Regions from separate parts of the Mus musculus genome. Here regions 1, 2, 3 and 4 are each linked to region 5. The links are chromatin contacts, called in public Hi-C and promoter capture Hi-C maps. All regions are on one chromosome and are shown on one strand. Each heading gives the region's core, a stretch centred on a gene start, on an enhancer-like site or on the middle of the called end of the contact. The rest is flanking DNA. Distances are from core to core; before and after follow the strand shown. Region 1 holds the start of Cdc37 (cell division cycle 37). Region 2 holds the start of Zfp266 (zinc finger protein 266). Region 3 holds the start of Icam1 (intercellular adhesion molecule 1). Region 4 holds the start of Fbxl12 (F-box and leucine-rich repeat protein 12). Region 5 holds the start of Zfp809 (zinc finger protein 809).

The links. Promoter capture Hi-C pulls out the DNA fragments that hold promoters and counts their contacts. A called contact is a pair of places that touch in the nucleus more often than the background predicts. Capture Hi-C pulls out chosen DNA fragments and counts their contacts.
Region 1: a contact with region 5 is called in a promoter capture Hi-C map of erythroid cells, with 8 times the contacts expected there. The contact joins the promoter of Cdc37 here to the promoter of Zfp809 in region 5. A contact is called at or near these places in 3 of 39 promoter capture datasets (erythroid cells, liver and pre-B cells) and 1 of 9 other capture datasets (liver).
Region 2: a contact with region 5 is called in a promoter capture Hi-C map of liver, with 6 times the contacts expected there. The contact joins the promoter of Zfp266 here to the promoter of Zfp809 in region 5. A contact is called at or near these places in 1 of 484 Hi-C or Micro-C datasets (B cells) and 2 of 9 other capture datasets (adipose tissue and liver).
Region 3: a Hi-C map of B cells shows a contact between it and region 5, with 7 read pairs. The contact joins the promoter of Icam1 here to the promoter of Zfp809 in region 5. A contact is called at or near these places in 2 of 39 promoter capture datasets (liver and pre-B cells) and 1 of 484 Hi-C or Micro-C datasets (B cells).
Region 4: a Hi-C map of CD8 T cells shows a contact between it and region 5, with 11 times the contacts expected there. The contact joins the promoter of Fbxl12 here to the promoter of Zfp809 in region 5. A contact is called at or near these places in 3 of 39 promoter capture datasets (erythroid cells and liver), 2 of 484 Hi-C or Micro-C datasets (B cells and CD8 T cells) and 2 of 9 other capture datasets (adipose tissue and liver).

What each region holds. Positions count from the first base shown.
Region 1 is chr9:21,148,547-21,151,246 of GRCm38.p6, forward strand. Cdc37 (cell division cycle 37) reads right to left here and starts at 1,388. Exons shown (of 8, transcript NM_001378796.1): 1 at 1,210-1,388. The coding sequence starts at 1,311. It overlaps Gm35977 (a long non-coding RNA gene), which reads left to right and starts at 1,422. Exons shown (of 4, transcript XR_870568.3): 1 at 1,422-1,600.
Region 2 is chr9:20,520,026-20,522,770 of GRCm38.p6, forward strand. Zfp266 (zinc finger protein 266) reads right to left here and starts at 1,394. Exons shown (of 9, transcript NM_001082485.1): 1 at 1,319-1,394; 2 at 995-1,094.
Region 3 is chr9:21,014,531-21,017,342 of GRCm38.p6, forward strand. It overlaps Icam1 (intercellular adhesion molecule 1), which reads left to right and starts at 1,410. Exons shown (of 7, transcript NM_010493.3): 1 at 1,410-1,571. The coding sequence starts at 1,505.
Region 4 is chr9:20,641,457-20,644,156 of GRCm38.p6, forward strand. Fbxl12 (F-box and leucine-rich repeat protein 12) reads right to left here and starts at 1,350. Exons shown (of 3, transcript NM_013911.3): 1 at 748-1,350; 2 at 568-640. The coding sequence starts at 833. Ubl5 (ubiquitin-like 5) reads left to right here and starts at 1,880. Exons shown (of 5, transcript NM_025401.4): 1 at 1,880-2,700.
Region 5 is chr9:22,224,332-22,227,031 of GRCm38.p6, forward strand. It overlaps Zfp809 (zinc finger protein 809), which reads left to right and starts at 1,381. Exons shown (of 5, transcript NM_001164624.1): 1 at 1,381-1,501. The coding sequence starts at 1,499.

The DNA of each region.
Region 1 (2,700 bases), core at 138-2,637, 1.1 Mb before region 5:
AGGAGCCAAGGTGGGAAGGAGAGGGTCTACTTACTATACTAGAAGGAGCAGAGGTTCTAACAGGAAGTTAGGTGGGTGGGGTTTCCTGGAGTAACAGGAAATAAGAGTCTACAGGAGGTGAGAATAAGGAGAGCCACTGGAACTGAATGATGGGCAAGAGTGGAGATGGAGGTCAAATACAGAGGATAAGGGGGCTCTACAGGTATGTCCCATGTGGGACTCAAGTCTATAACCCAGGGAAAGGGATCCTGGACTGGGGAATCCCAGCTGCAAGCTAAGATTGACAGTTAAATTAAGGGCTCATTTAGTTTGGAAGTTGGGGGGGGAGGGGGTCGTCTCTGGGCCTTTAATAGAAATTCATGCCTAAGATCCTGGGAAATAGATGCCATAGTCAGAAGTTTTGTGGCTCCAGACTCTAAGTAGTGAGGAGAGGCAGAAGGGAGACGTGCAATATGAAGTGGGTGCGTGGCTGGGCTATGAGATCACCTAACAGAACCTGGGGTCCAGACTCTGAGGAAGAACAGAAGGTTCTGCACAGGATAGTGGGGACCCTACACACAAGGGTCAGCTTGGGGATGGGGAGAGGCAAGACTCTGACTAAAGTATTACCAACTGATAAAATGGCTCAGAGTGTAAAGGTGCTTGTGGCAACGTGGGGCGACTGGAGTTCCACAGCCAGTTCCAACATGGTGAAAAGAGAGGCCCAACTTCTACAAGTTATCCTGTGATCACCATAGGCATGCTGTGCCACGTGCACACGGGAACACACACAATAAATAAACTTACAAACAGAAGAGAACCATAGCACAGAGAGAACGCCTGGAGATACAGGTCAAGAATTACGGTGAAGAAGCCAGGAGTCCTGGGATGGAATTAAAAAGTCCGGCCCTGCATGAAGGCACATGTCTCTAATCCCAGTACTGGGAAGGCAGAGGCAGGAGGATCACTGTGAGTTAGAAACCAGCCTGTTCTACACAGCAAGTTCTAGGCCAGGGAAGGTTACACAGTGAAATTTTGTTTCAAAAAAAAAAAAAAAGAAAAAGAAAAGAAAAGAAAGAGAAAAGTCTAGATTGTGGAGCAGGCGGCTCCAGATGTCAATAACTAAGGTCTCCCCCGCCCCCACGCCAGGTGGCCTGGGGAAGAGGTCAGAACTCTAGAGCGGGGGGTCCCGGGAGTGGGGGGGAAGGGGATGAGCGCGCACAGCCCCACCTGGTGCCGCCAGCGGAAGAGGCTGGCAGTGTCTATGTTGGGGTGCGTCTCGTCCTCATCGTCCGACACCTCGATGTGATCCCAAACGCTGTAGTCCACCATCTTCGCTTCGGAGGCCCGGACTGGCTCCCGGGGCTCCACACGGCCGGGCGCTGAACAGGGACCCACAAGGGCTAGAGAGTCCGCTCGGCGAGCCCCGCCCCTTCCGCTTCCGCCCAGGGCGCCGCGCAGGACGGCCCCGCCCCAGCGTCGGCGCGGGACGTTACGTCCTTAGCAACGGGAGTCGGCGGCATTGGCAACCGGAGGTCTTCTTTAAAGGGCCAGGAGTATGTGGTGAGGCCTTCTGGAAGTTCCCGCCGAAACCAGACTGACCATCCTTTAGAAACAAAAGGTTAGTCGCGTTGGGCGTGGTGGCCCACGGTAATCCAAGTACGCTAGAGGCAAAAGCAGGTGGCTCTCCAGGAGTTCTAGTCCAGCCAGGGCTACATATTGACACTGTCAAAAAGTCAAAATTGGCTGGGCGGTAGTGGCGCTATGCCAGTACTCCGGAGGCAGAGGCCGGCGGATCGAGGCCAGCCTAGCCTACAGAGTAATTTTAGGGACGGTCAGGGTTGTTATACAAACAACACTCTAAAAAAAAAAAGTCAACATTGCATACACTAGCAAGATTTTATCGAAAGGACCCAGATGTAGCTGTCTCTTGTGAGACTATGCCGGGGCCTAGCAAACACAGAAGTGGATGCTCACAGCCAGCTAATGGATGGATCACAGGGCTCCCAATAGAGGAGCTAGAGAAAGTACCCAAGGAGCTAAAGGGATCTGCAACCCTATAGGTGGAACAACATTATGAACTAACCAGTACCCCGGAGCTCTTGATTCTAGCTGCATATGTATCAAAAGATGGCCTAGTCGGCCATCACTGGAAAGAGAGGCCCATTGGACACGCAAACTTTATATGCCCCAGTACAGGGGAACGCCAGGGCCAAAAAGGGGGAGTGGGTGGGTAGGGGAGTGGGGGTGGGTGGGTATGGGGGACTTTTGGTATAGCATTGGAAATGTAAATGAGCTAAATACCTAATAAAAAATGGAAAAAAAAAAGTCAAAATTGAGGCTGGAAAGTTGGCTCAATAGTTTGGAGACTGGCTGGTCTTCCAGAGCACCCGGATTCTGTTCCCAACACCTACATGGCCACTCACACCCATCTGTAAGTCCAACCCAGGATATATATATTATGTCCCCATTTGGCCTTTGACTACACCAGGCATGCATGTGGTGGACAGATATACTTGCAGACAAAACATTAATATACAATTTGTTTTTTTTAATCATGTTTGCCCTTAATTCCCACCCCACCCCCACCCCCACCAGAGTCTCACTGTATATAAGACAGCTCTGGCTGTCTTGGAATTCACTATGTAGACCAGGCTGACTTCAAACTAACAGATCTTTCTACCTCTTCTCCCCAGTGCTGGGGCTAAAGGTGTGCCCCAC
Region 2 (2,745 bases), core at 144-2,643, 1.7 Mb before region 5:
GTTGAAGACTTAGTTAAAAGTACATACGGCTCTTCCAGAACCAGAGATCTGGTTCCCAGCACCACACCGGCACCGCACCAGGTGGCTCACAACCTCCTGTAACGCAGCTGTAGGGAGCCAAGGCCCTTTGTGACATCCAGGGGCACTGCACTCAAGGCAGAAACCCACACCCCACACATAAACAGATAACAACTTAAAATAGATTAAATAACAGCAAAAATGCCTTAAAGAGGTCTTGGTTTATAGCTCAGTAAGAGAGCTTACTAAACATGCACAAAGCCCTAGATTCAATTCCCACTATTAGAAAAACAAAGAAACTTTGAAAAGATCTTAGATGCAAAAACACCCAAAAACTTATAACAATGAAGAATTCTGATTTCACACAAAGAAGATATTAGATAATATTAATTTTTTATTATCTTGGCTGAAAGATCAGTATTTACGGTCTTACTGGGTCAGTATCTTCTTTTTTTTTTTTTTTAGAAAATGTATTACCCCGTTATGTAAAAAAATCATGCCTGAAATTCCCAACCTATTCTCAAATAGTTCAACATAAACTGTATTTTAATTTTCCTTGAAAAACCAACCAGTTTAATCAGTACTAACCTAACAAAGCCTCCATTTTTTAAAGTCTGCAAGGAGGCACAGGCCTACAACATTCAGACAATAGCTAACTATTTGGGCTAGGGTGTAGCTCAGCAGGAGAGTGCTTAGCATCATGAGGCTCTGAGTTGCGGCCCCAGCATCAAATCAAGAGTAACTTGTTATCCTTACTTTTCTTCAACACAAAGACCCGGGTCTTTGTACGTTTATATTTATATACAGATAAATGCACTCTGCGAAAGTCTACAACGAAGTTGCCTTTTTAAAAAAATCAGAATGCAATGTGTCTCAGGTAAACATAGGTCCCACGAAAGCGAAATAATCGGATAAAGCATTCCTTTCCATACACACACAAAAAGAAAAACAAGAGGAAAAGGCTGCCCTCACCCACCTTTCAGCCAAAGCTCGGCTCCCCCAAACAGAATCGCCCGGTCCAAGAATGGAAAATGCAGCGTCTCAATGTGATACCAATGGCGAAAAGTCTATTCTTTCTGGGGAGGAAAATAATTCCACGAAGGTTACTTTACACCGGCTTTAGAAGAAAGGTGGGTGCAAACAGCTCAGGGCTGAGTCGGGATGCGCACTCGGGCCGCGGCACCCGGGAAGGCTGCAGAGCCCGGGAAGCCGCGGGACCCCGCGAGCAGAGCTCGGCCCGCCTCCCCGCACAGGCCTACCGAGTCCTCGCCCTCCCCGCGCCGCCCCCGCAGCTCCTCACCGAATCCTCACCGAGCGCTGCGTGGAGAGCCCTCGGACAAACGCCGAGAAGGACTCAGAGCTCGGAGAAAAGGGGGGGCTGGCCGTGACGTCACTTCCATTTCCGGCTCGGAGTTCTCAGCCACGTTGGAGCTCTCCAAGCTGGAGAGAAAAACTTGTTTGTTCCAGCGTCCCGACAGTTGCACCCTTTTTCGGGTGGGTTCATAAGGGGCGTTGAGACAGGAAAAGAGCCGAGAGGTCGAGATCAGAAGCGAGACCTTGAAGGGGGAGCAGTGCGGGGGCGGGGCGAGAGGCGGGACCAGGCCGGGGTGCGCCTCGGTTGATGGCGGACCGGTGGGGCGAGGATGGGTGTGGGGACGCCCCGGTGGAGATGCTGCTGACAAAAGCTTTTCTCTCCCGCCTCTCCCTCACGCTCGCGATGCCCTTAGCCATGTTGCACAATCTGCCAACCCAGGAAAAATGATCCGTTTGGTCCATTCAGTTAGTGCTGTCTCCAGACACCTTTATGTCGACCTGTCTTTGTGTGTCTCTGGACTCTGCTAACACCTCAGTCCTTGATTCCATCACGTTTTCACCACCCAGGGCTGTTAGTAGAGCCCGGACTAGCATCACGAAGCCCTGGGATCCATCGCCAGTACCGTAGATGGTACTAGTGGTGCTTGGGAGAAGAAGACAAAGTTCAAGGCCATCCTTGGCTACATAGTAAATTCAAGGCCAGTCTGTCTGGGATACATGAAACCCTGTATCCAAAATGCTTAGTTCCTAACATCTTTTCCTGATTTTTCGTGATAATGGGGTGTGTGTATGTGTGTGCATGGTTTAACAGAGTAAGCAGGCATGTACATGGCAATGTATGGAGGTCAGGGGACAACTTTCAGGCGTCCGTTATCACCATGGGTTTCAGCAATGGAAGTCAGCTTCTCTTTCACCCACTGAGCCAGCTTTTTGGCCCAAACGACTTAATTTTTAGAGACAGTTTAACAGCTTGGGTGTTTTCTATTTTTGGAATAATTCAGAGTAAAACTAGGTCAGGCATAGTGATATGCACCTTTAACAGCCCTCAGGAGGCAAACACAAGTGGATCTCTGTGAGTTCAAGGCCAGAAAGAGTTATAAACTACTTCATAGTTTCACATGGATCCTATATGGATACTAGCTTTGTGTGTGTGTGTGTGTGTGTGTGTGTGTGTGTGTGTGTGTGTGTCTCATATGGCTGTGACTGTGAATATAAGACATGAACCTAGAAAGGGGACCATGAATGGGAGATCAAAAGATGTTTTAAAGAAATGGAGAAGTTGGTCTGGAGAGATTGCTCAGTGGTTAAGAACCTTTGTTGCTCTTCCAAAGGACCCTGGTTCAGTTCCCAGTACGCATATGGCAGCCTACAAGTGTCTGTAACTCCTTTTCCAGTATACCTGATACCTCTTTT
Region 3 (2,812 bases), core at 160-2,659, 1.2 Mb before region 5:
GGATTTCCCAGATTCCCTTGAGGTCACTCTGAAACTCCATCATAGTTGTCCTGGGGTAGAGATTGAGTGCCCGCTCCCCAGACACCCCCCCCCCCCAATCAAAACATCCCCGTGGAAATTCCTTAGGAATAACCAGGCTTCAGGCTTGGGTGTGGAGTGGCCTGGGAGCTGTGGGCTCTGGAGGAAGAGCACACGTGCATCTCGACCTCTCCCTTCCGCATCTGCAGCACGACCTCCTGGCCCAGGGCTGGTCTCCACAGCAACTGTATAGGCGTCTTAAAACAGGAAGCCTCGGGCGTCCAAAGGCCAGTAAGCAAGCCACTGGGTCTTGGAAGACTAGGGTTTGATATCTCTCTTTGTCCAATCTCATTGTTCAAGGTCTGCCTCAGTTTCACTGCGAAAAGCAAGAGCAGTGGAGCACGAGGCAGGATCGGGAGTTCAAGGTCATCCTCAACTACAGGGCGTTTGAGGTCACCCTGAGCTACTTGACACCTGACCTCAAGAAGAGACAGCAGGGGGAGAGATGAGAGGGGGAAGGGGAGAAACTAGCACGGGGCGGGGCCAGAGGATGGAGGAAGTGGGGGAAAGGAGTGAGAAGGAGAGGAAACCCCCCCATAAGGCGCGCTGGGGAGTGGGGGATCTCTGCTTTCTGAGAGGTGCCTCTCCTCTTCGGAGTTCTGTTTCTCATCCAGTCTAAGAAAGGGAGGTGCAGGGCTCCACGCCACAGGACCAGACATCTTCCTTCCTTTTGGGGGAGCTGTCAAGACGCCCCAGAAGTCAAAGCAGAAAAGGGGAACCGAGGCCGCGGGGGCGGGAGCAGTCGTGAGTGGGAGAAGGGAAGTGAGGACTGCCTCTCAGGCAGGACTTTCTCACAGCGGATCTGTCCGGGCCTGCTTGGATCGCTGCTTCATCTCTAGTGCCAAGTGGGTGGAGCATGGTCCTGGGGAGAGGGGCACCTCTGAATGGATGGCGTCCCCTAACGATTCCAGGGAGCCCTTATCCCCGGCAAGGGCATGTCTGGTGGGTTAAAGAGGCTTGCAGTAGTTGGGGAAATCAGGACTTGATTTCGGATCCCTGCGAAATGCCGAGCCTCAGTTTATCCCTTTGAGGGGATGGCGGTCCTGATGTCGCAGGGGACTAGGCAGTAGTCAATCAGTTAACCAGGAGGCGTGACTCCTGGAGGCCCGGGGCCTTCTCTCCGGACTCACCTGCTGGTCTCTGACACCACCTCCCCCCACATGTCATTACTTCAGTTTGGAAATTCCTAGATCGCAGGGGCCAGCGAGGCAGGACCACCCCTCTCTGCCAGGGCACAGTCTCCACCCGGAAATACCGAAGCCCTCGTTCCGGAGGGGAAGGCGCGAGGTTTCCCGGAAAGTGGCCCCGACAGCACCGCCCCTCGGCCCCCCGTGAGCCAGAGACTATAAAAGCGCCGCCCGCCTCAGTCTGCACCCAGTGCTAGTGCTGAGCTCCGCTGCTACCTGCACTTTGCCCTGGCCCTGCAATGGCTTCAACCCGTGCCAAGCCCACGCTACCTCTGCTCCTGGCCCTGGTCACCGTTGTGATCCCTGGTGAGTCCGAGGTGGGGTCGCTTTGGGGGGCAGGTCTCCAAACTCCAGGACCCAGAGCGCGGTCGAAATCCCTGCTTCCCGGCCAGCGGAACATCACATAAATTCAGCTGTTAACGGGAAGTGGGATTGGAAACCCAGGGTTGAAAACTAACAGCCCGGAGTTCGAATCCCACGTAGCATCACTCCATGGGTGGGTTACAGAACCCAAAATCTCGGTCTCTCTCTCTCTCTCTCTCTCTCTCTCTCTCTCCCTCCCAGTCCCTCCCTCCCTCCCCCTCTCTCTGTCCTCTCTCTCTCCCCCTGTCCCCCTCTTCCCCTCCCTTCCTTTCTTTCCTGTTTTGAGAATGATGCCTTGACACGTTAGCCTAGGCTGGCCTTGAACTCAGTCCTCAAGGCCTCGCGGCTCTTCGGGTTACAGGCTCAAAACACACTACTCTCCTAAAACATGCACGTTTAGAACCTGGGCTCATGGTCTGTGCAATGGGAACTGTGGTCACAGTCCTTGTCATGGGGCAGTCAGAATATGGCTGAGGTGGGGAACAGATGGTCTGAGGGGCTGGCCCGTCCTAAAGTGAATCTTGAGGTCCGGTTCCCTCCCCCACAGACACCCGTTCCTCATCCTCACCCCTGGGGAAGTCCAGGCTGCTTCTGCGCTGGGGAATTCCAGGGTTGGTGTACCCTGGAGCCAGAGTGAGCCGGCTCAGGACTCCCCACCTTGCTGCTGCCTGGGGGCGGCGCCTGCCGTCCTCCCAAGAGAGGAAGATTCAGAACTTGTTCAGCAGCTATCAGGAGGCTCCCGACTTGGATTCCCGCAATCCATAACTCCTAGCTGGATGACTTCTTCTTGCCTCAGGGTTCTCCAAGGAGCCCGAATAATTCCAGAAGTATTGAGGAGAGTTGCTAGCTGTTATAGCTGTTATTACCTCCACCAGACCACCAATCATAGCACTGGGATCTTTGCGTGTGTGGGGGGGTGAGGGTGGAGAGATGGGGGAGGGGAAAGCTGAGTTCAGTTTTTTGTTGTTGTTGTTATTGGTTTTTCTTGTTTTTTTGTTTTTTTTGGTTGGTCTTGTTTTTTTGAGACAGGATTTCTCTGTGTAGCCCTGGCTGTCCTACAACTTGCTCTGTAGACCAGGTTGGCCTGGGACTGAGACCTGTCTGCCTCTGCCGCCCCAATGGTTCCATCCCCCACCCCCATTCGTTGTTTACTTTAGTTAAGTGGTTACACTTTATTTACTTAT
Region 4 (2,700 bases), core at 100-2,599, 1.6 Mb before region 5:
TGGTGCATACCCTTAGTCCCAGCACTGGAGAAGCAGAATTCCAGGTCAGCCAGGGCTACAGAGAAATTTTTCCTCGAGAAAACAAACAAACAAACAAACAAACAAAACCCAAACACTTCCTGGGCCTTCTCCTACAGCTGTAACTTCAGCACTCAGGAGGTTGTTGCAGGGGGTGGTTAGTTGGAAACCAGTACGTGACTCAGAGGTGTTCCTTCCTAGCATTCAAGAAACCTAAATTGCATTCCCAGTAGCACAGGAACCACACATGGGGCCCACGCTGCTAATCCCAATATTTAGAAGGTCGAGGTAGGTATCAAGCTCAGCCTCGGCTTCATAGGAAGCTGAAGTCAGCCTGGCCTAGAGGCCCTGTCTCAAAACAACCCCCTCAGCCCCCCAAGAAGCAACACCAACGAAAATCCAGAAAAATAAAAGCCTCAAGAAACTATCAAAAATAAATAAATAAAACAAACAGCAAACAAACACTAGAAAGCAAAATAAAGCAACCCCCACCCCCATGTCCCAGGGCAGGGGGTGGCTCTCCCCGCACCGCTCCCGGGTCCCGCATACCGTGTAGAGCGTCAGGTCGACGTGTCGCCATAGCCACCGGTCATCCACTAGCCTCTTCCAGCGGTGACAGACCCTGGAGGAGTGGACCGGCCGTTAGAACGACCCCGGCCCGCTAGGACCGGATCCGCATCTCCTGCCGAGCCCATGCCCGGCTCTTTCCCCCGAGGAGCGGGGCGGCACCTGGAGATGCGGATCCGGTCCCGGACAGGGAGGTAAGAGAAGATCTCCAAGAGCACCAAGTCTGGGAGGTCAAACAGAGTCGCCATGGTCCAGCTGTCGCACGCTTCCGTTTCCGGTGGCGGCGAGGCCGCGTTCCCTGGACAGCGCTGGGGTGGTCGGACTGGCCAAACCGGCGCGACTTTCAGAGGCCCGCCGAGAATCCCTACTTTTCTAGGAAAGTGCCCGAGGCCCCGGGACTGGACAGGCGCGGGCTGACGACCGTTTAGAGGTCAAGACTAGAGACTGACTAGGCCTGACTGGCTTGGCTAGCGGATGGAACTGGAAATAGGAAAACCTGGATGTGGCTTGGGAGAGGAGGGGGCACGAGGCGTGGCCAGGGCCAAGAGGAAGACGAACAGCAAACCCAGAAGGCTGGAGGTGACGAGTGCCTCGGGGGCGTGGCCATAAGGTGGAGCTAAGTATAAGCAGCAAACCCAAAAGGGGTCCGCAGACAACCCAGAAGGCGTGACTCTAGGAAAACCTGGATGTGGCTTGGTGGAGGAGGGGGCACGAGGCGTGGCCAGGGCCAAGAGGAAGGCTAACAGCAAATCCAGAAGGCTGAAGGTGAAGAATGCCTCGGGGGCGTGGCCATGAGGTGGAGCTAAGTATAAGCAGCAAACCCAAATGGGGTCAGCAGACAACCCAGAAGGCGTGACTCTGGCGAGGAGGGGGCTCAGGGCGTAGTCATAGCCGGGAGACGTGGCGAGCAGAGGCAGGTAGACCCCACGCAAGCTGGGATGAAGAAAGCAACACGCCTAGAAAGCGTGGCTCCGACGGGCGGGGAGTGGTCCTGAGGCGTGGCCAAGGGGCCCAGGGGCCAGGAGGCCCGGGGGCCCGGGGGCCCGGGGGCCTGGAGGCCAGTCAGAGGAAAAGCAGCAAACTCCCAAAGTGGGACTCTGGGAGAGAGGATAAAAGACAGAGACGAAGGGCAGCAGGCGTTGCAAACAAGGCCAAAGTACTAGCATTTGAAAAAGCGCCGCCGAGTGGAAGGGTGTGGCCAGCGGCAGAGGAGCTGATTGGAGGCCGTCCACAACAATGGGAAGGCGTGGCTTCAGTAGGAAGAGACAAGGGGCGCGTCTAGAGCTAAGCGACTAGTGGCGTGCGGAGGTTTGGCTTGTGCTGGAAAAGGCTTAGGGTTACTGCCAAGGCAGAGATCAGCCTGCGACCAGACCGTATGTATACCCAGGAGGCATGACTTGAGCAGGGAAAAGTTAACAGAGCAACAAACCCAGAAACCATGACTTGTGTGGGAAGGGGCTCAAGGACTAGGGATCCTAATTGCGCCTGAAGACTAAACTTGTAAAACCTAGCTTAGGCGGAACAAGGTCCGATATAGGGGATGGAATCAAGTTTGGAATGGCTGGGCGACAAAGGGACAGGCTGGGAGACTTATGACTGGAAGAATGGATAAGAGCAGCGACGGGGGCCCTAAAAGCATCGCTGGAGACAGAAACAAGAGCTAAACCAGGAACTGGGTGTGCAGCTCAGTGGGAGAGCCTTTGGCTGGTAAGCATGCTTAGCAGGCCCTAGGTTCGACCTCCAACACTAAAACAAATACCAAAACAAAACAAGAAAAACAAACCCCACCACTTTTCTTGTATGTATGCCAAGAGACTTAAAGCCTGAGAAGTTTTTTTTCGAGACGGAAACGAATCCGGTAAAGCCTGAGAAGTCTTTTCAGGACGGAAACGAGGCATTGGGGAGACTGGAACATATCTAAGCACTAAAGACACAGAACAGGACTTCATTCGAAACTGAAAGGTGTGACTGGGATGGGAGTGAGGGGCCAGCAGGACGGCCAAGCCAGGGAGGCGTGGCCACAGCCGCAATAGAAAGCAAGAATAATGCCTTTTGCTGCCTACGCATAAGGATTAAATTTTGTATAAGTCGTATTAGGTAAGCACAAGGCGCTGG
Region 5 (2,700 bases), core at 131-2,630:
GGGTTTCCTTATTTTCCAGGAACTACAGCTTACAGCATTCCAGGAAGGTACCTGGTCCCCAGGCAGGTGGGGCTTACACGTTAATTTGGGATATTACAACATGACAGATTTAAAATGTTGTTGGTCTTCTATTTGGTTATTATACTCTGAATGTTAATACAGAATGAATGAAAACAGTATAATTACACATCTGCATGAAAGGGCCATAATGCAACTCATTACTCTGAGCATTAGCCGTGGTTTTAATAAAAAAGTTTTGCAGTACTGTTTTAAATTTTGTGTTAAAAATTGCTTCTCGGGCTGGAGAGATGGCTCAGTGGTTAAGAGCACTGACTGTTCTTCCAAAAGGTCCTGAGGTCAAACCCCAGCAACCACATGGTGGCTCACAACCATTCTTAATGAGATCTGACGCCCTCTTCTGGTGCATCTAAAGACAACTACAATGTACTTAGATATAATAATAAATAAATCTTAAAAAAAAAAAAAGAAAAGAAAAGAAAAAAAGAAAAGAAAAAAATTGCTTCTCAGCGGGGCGTGGCGGCTCATGCCTTTAATCCCAGCACTCAGGAGGCAGAGGCAGGTGGATTTCTGAGTTCCAAGTCAGCCTGGTCTACAAAGTGAATTCCAGGACAGTCAGGGCTACACAGAGAAACCCTGTCTCGAAAAAAACCAAAAAAAAAAAAAAAAAAATGCTTCTCATGTAAAGCCCCAGAGGGGCTTTACCTGCTGGAAGACCCCAAGTGAGACAAGATCTATGTTTATTTTTTCTGGTGCGCAGGGATCGATCTTCAGCAGTCTCTCAAGCAAGAGACAGGGGGCGATCCCGGTTCTAGCTTACAAGCACCGTATACATTTTTTTTTTTTTTTAGAGGGCAGATTACAGTAACAGCTTCTAGGCACTTGGTGATGGATGGCTAGACCTTTTGTCTGGTTGGCTGGGTGATATCGGGTCATCCTTGGAGAGTACCTTCGTTCCCCAGAGGGCCCAGGTAGCCTTCAGCCAGCACTTTTTTTTTTTTTTTTTTTTTTTTTTTTTTTCTGGTATGTGTTTTGTCAGAGTCGGTCTGGGTTGGGTCAGAGTTGCTTAATCTTATCATTTATCCACAGGTCAGCACCCCCCACCCACCCCCCGCGCCACACACACACACAGAGAAACACAGAGACACACACAGAGACACATACATCACATCACAGTAAGAAAACTTCACGGGAATTAAAATAAATTATTGTGATACCGTTTTTCTGTCCGCTAAGACTTTCCGTATGATCAGACAGCCTTATGCCCTTTGCTACGCCCCGCCTTCCGTCATCGATTGGTGACTTTGACTGTCACTCAGGCCCTGTGACAGGACCGCTCTGAAATGAGGAAGTGGGGTGGATTTAGAAAGTTCAGAGGAGGTCTGAGCCTGCCATCTTGGGTCCTGTGGTCCCCAGGCGTCCGTTGCGGGAAGTTGTGCTGGTGGCGGAGACCGAGTCACAGGACGCTCCCAGTCCCATCATGGTGAGCTCGGCGCGGCGTCCCTGTGGAGCCGGTGTGGATGGCTGTGGGATGGGGGCTGGGCGGGCTCAGGGCACCCCGGAGCGTCCTATCGCGCCCCGACCATGCGTGGGGACTCGAGCTGGCTGCAACGCCCTGCACAGCTCTGCCACCCACAGGCAAGAGACAGGAATGCCTGACCGCTGGGTCGCTTCAGCGCCGGTGTCACACTAGGAACTCTGGGCTTCCGTTTACCTGCAAGGTTGGGATGGGGAACTCTGCGCCCTGTCTGGAAACTCTCGGAAGCTGGGTGCAGGGAGCTGGGTCTAGTAGGGGTGACTCTCCATCTGTCTGTCACTCTGGGATAGGCCTGTCAGTGTCCTGGCTGTCACCAATCAGGAACTTTATAGACTTGGGAGATGTTGATAGAACCCATCCTTAGGATGGATGAGAGACTAGTGGGTCTGAAAGGATCCCCGAGGATTAAATATTTTTGCGCATTAATTGGAGGAAGTGGGGAAGATAAAAATTCAGTTCCTTGTCCTAAACAGTAGTTTTAAAGTATCTGATAGACTTAATCTTAAAATTGCTGAGGTACAGGAATAGCCACGCATTGGATGTGTGTGGTGCAGACTGTGACGTGGTACCGAGGAGCAGAAGGCAAGGGGGAAGCAGTATGACTGTGAGATCTCTTCAGGCCCTGAGTTGCTCTTTTTTTTTTTTTTTTTTTTTTAAGATTTATTTATTTATTTATTATATGTAAGTACACTGTAGTTATCTTCAGACACACCAGAAGAGGGCGTCAGACCTCGTTACGGATGGTTGTGAGCCACCATGTGGTTGCTGGGATTTGAACTCGGGACCTTTGGAAGAGCAGTCAGTGCTCTTAATCGCTGAGCCATCTTGTAGGACCCCAAGAAGGAGCCCCCCACTCAAGTCTCAGGTCGCGGGGTCACCCAAAGAAACATGAGAGACCTTCTTGAGGCAGCTTTAATGGCCGAGCTCCGGGTCAATCAATACGTATCTCACTCAGGAGACAGAGGAATCGACCCTGAGACTCAAAAACTCAGGGTTTTGATAGGGTAGGGTCTAGGAAGAATTGGCGCGGTAGTGAGCAGAGTAGTACCGGGGCGTATAAGAATTCTAAAGCCGGGGGCTTATCAGAGTCGACAATGCATCTGGTTAATGTTTCAGCTTTTAACTATGCTCTCTATAGAAAGGGG